2 separate regions of the Mus musculus genome follow, and region 2 is linked to region 1. A link is a contact called in public ChIA-PET data. All regions are on one chromosome and are shown on one strand. Each heading gives the region's core, a stretch centred on a gene start, on an enhancer-like site or on the middle of the called end of the contact. The rest is flanking DNA. Distances are from core to core; before and after follow the strand shown. Region 1 overlaps Setd5 (SET domain containing 5). Region 2 overlaps Irak2 (interleukin-1 receptor-associated kinase 2).

Region 1 (2,816 bases), core at 137-2,636:
GATATAATACAAATTTTATTTCCATATTGTTTTTTAAACATAAAATTATTATTTGAAAGAAGAAAATGTTGAAATAAACTTGTCTGTTAAACGTTAAAAAGAGCTGGGCGTGGTGGCGCACACCTTTAATTCCAGCACTCGGGAGGCAGAGACAGGTGGATTTCTGAGTTCAAGGCCAGCCAGGGCTACACAGAGAAACCCTGTCTCAAAAAACCAAAACAAAACCAAAAAAAGCTAAAAAAAAAATATTAAAATGCAGGCTAGAGTGATGACTGCCATTAAGAGCACTGGCCATTCTTTCAGAGAACCCAATTTTTAATTCCCATAACACCCATATGGTTCCTCACAGCTATCTGTTACTCTAGTCTCTAGGGATTTAATGCCCTCTTCTGACATTTCCTGGCATTGTGTGCATGTTTTACACAGGCACACAGGAAGGCAAACCACTTGTACACCTAAAGTAAAAATAGTATTTTTAAAAATTTGTGAAAAATAAAGTAGCAGTGAAATATCAATAAGTGTCAGGAGTAAAACCAGCTCCAAGTGGAAAGGAAAAACCTTGAATAAGAAGCGTGTTCATATCTAGAACTGAGGGGATGAGGTACACAGTCACAGAGAAGGAGGGGAAAGAATCTAGAAGAAGGAAAACAAGAGCCCTGTGCTTTGTACACCCAGCACCCTCCCCATTCTAAAACATTGCTATCCACCTTGTTTTGCTGAAGCAGCTCCATTTATATATCCTAGCATAGCATAGCCCACGTCTGTTTTCTGGGCCTCAGTTGTTGATAGTCTGTATATTGAGAACTTTCCCTTTTCCCCAGTGCCTGGTACAGAGTCCTTGTCATAGCTGCTATCATCACTTTCATGTTACCCTTCACACCATCACCTCAAGAGCTCACTCTCCAGTTCCCATGTGTTAGAGAGGTATTACCTCAGCAAAATGTTCTGTCCTATGAAAGTCACAGAAAAAATACACATATACATGGTATTGGGGTGGGAGGGTGCTTTGTTTGTTTTGTGATCCAGTAAGTACAATGGATTTTTAACTCTGTTAGATGTGTGCAGGTGTATAACAGTCACTTGAGAGGAACTGATCATAGTTCACAGGTATACCCCTAAAGCTAGTAAGAGAATAAAGAAAAGAAAGATTATAATCAGAGGAAGTATGGGGTGAAGAAACAGAGTTCCTCTAGGAAGAATAAGGAGTAGGTTGTGCCCCACCATAAGAAACACTGTGAGCCCTCTAAAATGATTCACCTAATTCTTTCCTGAGTTCTAATTGAGGTGTTCATTGATAGCATGAAACATTATAAGTCCTTTCTAAGGTACCAGGAAGCATTTAGCTGAACTAACCACTTTGTGGAAGTGAGTTCTGCAGTTAAACATTTACCATATGCATAAACATTAACCATCCTCACCACCAAATCCCTCCCTAAAAAGTGTGGCAAACAGCCATGCTTATCGTTACTTTCTGTTTTGCTTCTTGACTCTGAGAAGATAAATAACAAGATACTTTTTCCTCCTCTAGAACATCTCCTCCCCTGAGGGTTCCCCTGCACATAGGCCTAAGCCCCTGTCACCAGAGGTAGTTACCATACCATCTCAATCACATGCAGGCTGAGAGTGAGTGCACAAGGGTGGTCCTGAATTGGGGGGTGAGGGGGCTGGACTGGAGGGTGGCCTCTCATTCACAGCAAATAGAGTGGATCTTATATAAAAACTGACTGCACAGGACCGTGGGGAAATGAGTAGCTGTTTTTATGTTGTGGGGTTGCTTTTGTTGTCATTTGGGAGAAGGAATGGCTGAAGAGTTTCATTAAAGAGAATCTTCAGAGGATGTAGATTCTATGTGCATGAGAGCATTGTTAGAGAAAGTCATGAATAACATCCTCCTGTTAACAAGGAAACTGGAGTTGGTCGACACTGTCTCAGTATCATGTCAGCAATGTATAATTGGGGTTAAACTGACAGCTCACACGGCTGGGTGTCTGGGCTTTGGGTGACAGATGAGCAGCTTCCTTTAGGGAATCCAGCGTTCTCTGGCTTTCCTTCATTTCCTCTGGAGTGCCTAGTTGGGTGTAAGTATGTAAGGAAGCTTAAGCCCAAGCTCTGGGTTACAAACCTTCTCTTGTGCAGAGGCTGGGATACAGTTTGTGTGCAGTGATTTATACCTCTTAGGATACCAATTTCAGTACTTTGCTAAGAAACCCTCCTACCCTAAAGATCCAAAATCATGATTTCAGTGTTAGCAGTTATAATAAGCTTTAGACATGTAATTAATTATTAACCCTATAAATCTACATGGAGCTTTTTTTCTCTGTACCTTTTCAAAATTAACTGGCCTTTAGTCTCACTTTCCAAAATAATTAGGGCCCTACTCCCTGACTAATCACCAAATTCTCAGTCAGTAGGATATTCTGTAGATCATCATGAAACTGAAAAGATTATATTCCACTAGTTTATTGTTAACTTCCTGAGTATTGTGAGTCCATCTTGTTGGGAAAGTATAGATTGCTCTGTCTTGGGTTGCTAAAGATTCAATATTAGAAAGGCTTTGATAACTGATCTGTCTAGTTAAGGGAATGTTGGTGTTAAGCGATACAGATAAGCAGTAATGGGTCGGTTTTATCACTGGTGCATTTCAGCCTTTGATATGCTTTTTGGCGGTAGGCTTTAGCAGTTCTTTGATAGATTGATAGACAGCAGAGGACACGGAATTGAACAGACAGAATGTTGCATGAGAAACATAATCCAAGGTACAAGTAAATAAGGAATGGATTCGTTGCAACCTTTAATGCTATTCTCCTAGTGAGTAA
Region 2 (2,816 bases), core at 131-2,630, 510 kb after region 1:
TGTGTAGTCTACGACCCCAACGTAAGGGGCGGTGCTGCCCGCATGCTGATGTGTCTTTATACCTCAATTAACCTAAATCAGAAAGCCCCTCACACGTACACCCAGAGAAAGGTTTGCCTCCGTGGTGACTCTAAATCCCACCACGTTGACAAGACCAACTTATCAAATGAAAATGTACTGGTCCCATGTAGCTGAGGGGTTCTGCCTGTCAACTGAGTAGGGGGAGACCCGCGGGGGTCTGAAGGGATGTGAGAGGTGACTAAGCATTTCTCTCCCATTGGCCGCTGCCATCTTCCTGTCAGGTTTTTGTGGATTTCTTGTTGTGGGTGTTGAGGTGGGATGCTCACACAGTAGGGAAGAGCAGCGTGGCCGAGCTCTAACCCCGTCTGGAATTTTCTCGATGAGCTTTGTTGTTTTCTGGACGACATGCTTGTGCAACTCTAACTGTTCAGACTCTGGCTTTGGCGTGTGAGCCAGAGTCACTTCCTTCCTGGATCAGGGCTCTGTGGACAGGGGACTTTGGGTGGCTGTTGAGCAAAGTAGAGAAGTGTGACCCCTTCCTCTTCATAGAGCCCAGGCTGCACGCATGTAGGTGAGAGGGCTCCCATGTATAGTCTAAGAGTTTCTGTGTTTGCCCTCTCTAATGTTTTCACAGCCTCAGGGAGCAATAGAGTGTGGATCAGGATCATCTCCCTGTGGCATCAGGGACCTGTCCTGGAAGCTGTCACTGTATCAGGCTGAGACATCAGGGTCTATGAACCCAAAATAATGGGACTTAGCACCCAGTATGTCCCAGCAAGCACCTTTCCTCATGAGTTTAGTTACTCCCATTTTATAGCTGTGGAAACTGAGACTTGCCCAAAGCCACTTACCTTGTAAATGGCTAAGATACAAACCGAGGTCAGCTTGACCTTAATCTGTATTTGGGTAGGTCGTTAGGTTAAGTCTCAAGTTTCCCCTTTGGGGAATCGGGCATCTTTAGGTATGGTGGCACTCAAGAGGTGGAGGCAGGAGGATCAGAAGTTCAAAGCTGGTCTTGGCTACATTGCCGTCATCCTTGGGTACAAGAGACCCTGTCCCACACTTCAAAGGAACAAGTGTCTCAGCCTCTGTTTACTCTGTTTTTATAGCAGGAAGCTTCAAAAAGGTGGCCGCTGTTTTTTTTTAGGGTGCTGATGCTAGTGTGGGGCAGGTCACCTGATTTCCTTCCCCGAACTGATCCTTCTACAGTCGCTGTGGGTTTGGAGAGTGGTGGGAGAGCACATAGGGGGGCATGTGCCGCACAATTAAACTGGGGCACAGGGGGTTCACCTGTCAGGCTGTGACTGTGAACCATGCTGTGGTCACCCGGCTCCTCTAAGTGAGAAGGCTCAGCTGTCCTCAGTGTTTTCGTGAGTCAGTGCCAGATGCGTCAGAGGCGTGACCTAATCGCGCCCCCCTCCCCCCAAGATGAGCTGCAACATGCGAAAGGACAGCTCCTGTGTCCTTGACTTGGGGTCGCTGTGACAGGGGAGGCAATGGAAGAGACTCGTTGGCTTTTTGTTCCTGGTTAGCTGGGACCTTGCCTTCAATGGCTTCAATCTAATTGCAAGGGAGACTGGGATATGAGAGGGGCAAGTGGGTCACAGCTCCAGGTGACATCGGTTCAAGGGGATTTTGGCAAGGTTCCATCTAACCCTCCAAAGCCCCACACAGCCTCACTCCTGCCCAGTTTTTTGACCTTACCTCTACCATCTATCTGCCTCTTCCTTCAGCCCAGCCACTAAGGTCTTTCTTTCTTTGATGAAACTTATCAAAATGCCCCAGGACCTTTGCACATGCTGTTCCCTGGACTCTGGTCTTTCCCAAACATTCTTGTATTCTTCCAGAGGCCAGTCCCCATCACCTTTTGGACCTTGGCCTCAAAAGAATTTCCTCCCTTCGAGTTTCTCATTTGCATACGAGTCTTCCCACTTTGTGAATTAGTTGATTCCCACCTCATCCCGAGTGCTGGAAATTGACTCAGCCATTTCTCTCAAGCAGAGACCCTGTCTCCAATGCTGTAAGTGAATGAATCACAGTGAGTCTTTGAAACTTGGGCGGGGCCGGGCTCTCTGGGCATCTAGGTATGAAGCAGTTAGGAGGTAGGCCATGCCTGTCTCTGTCTCTTTTACATTTTCTATTTAGAGTCAGTTATTATGGTGCACGCCTTTAATCCCAGCACTTGGGAAGGTAGAATTACCAGAATGTGTTCATAGAATGAGGACTCTGATGTCAGTTCTGGAATCCCCTCTGGCCCAATGAACAGCGCTGGGATTTGCCGCTGTGTTATATAGGCAGGCAGATCTCTGAGTTTGAGGCCAGCCTTTTTCTACAGAGATAGTTCTGGAACAGCCATGGCTACTTAGAGAAACCCTATCTCAAAAAGTAATATTTATTTTTATTTTACTTTATGTGTATGAGTGTTTTGCCTGTATGTATGTATGTATGTATGTATGTATGTATGTGTACCATGTGTGAGCAGTACCCACAGAGGCCAAAAGAGGGCGTCAGATTTACTGGAGCTGTGGTTACAGACAGTTGTGAACTGAGAATTAAACCCACGGCCTCTGGAAGAACAACAAGTGTTCTTAACTGTTCACCCATCTCTCTAGCCTCTGCTTACGTCTCTCTCTGGTTTTTTGTTTGTTTGTTTGTTTGTTTGTTTGTTTTGTTTTTGTTTTTCAAGACAGGGTTTCTCTGTGTAGCCCTGGCTGTCCTGGAACTCACTCTGTAGACCAGGCTGGCCTCGAACTCAGAAATGCGCCTGCCTCTGCCTCCCGAGTGCTGGGATTAAA

Evidence for each region. ChIA-PET counts read pairs in DNA pulled down with a chosen protein or histone mark.
Region 2: an RNA polymerase II ChIA-PET map of memory CD8 T cells shows a contact between it and region 1, with 12 read pairs. The contact joins two enhancer-like sites. A contact is called at or near these places in 2 of 115 datasets of contacts at active chromatin or transcription factors (memory CD8 T cells and pancreatic cancer cells).

The regions. Positions count from the first base shown.
Region 1 is chr6:113,140,490-113,143,305 of GRCm38.p6, forward strand. All of the region lies in intron 17 of Setd5 (SET domain containing 5), which reads left to right. Among named protein-coding and RNA genes, the nearest start is that of Lhfpl4, 53 kb to the right of the region's middle. Within about 2 kb of position 1,387, at least 27 of the 459 cell types and tissues checked have an H3K27ac peak or open chromatin away from gene starts, as enhancers often do. A contact at or near this core is called in memory CD8 T cells, where this site is marked.
Region 2 is chr6:113,653,826-113,656,641 of GRCm38.p6, forward strand. All of the region lies in intron 2 of Irak2 (interleukin-1 receptor-associated kinase 2), which reads left to right. Among named protein-coding and RNA genes, the nearest start is that of Irak2, 17 kb to the left of the region's middle. Within about 2 kb of position 1,381, at least 100 of the 459 cell types and tissues checked have an H3K27ac peak or open chromatin away from gene starts, as enhancers often do. A contact at or near this core is called in memory CD8 T cells, where this site is marked.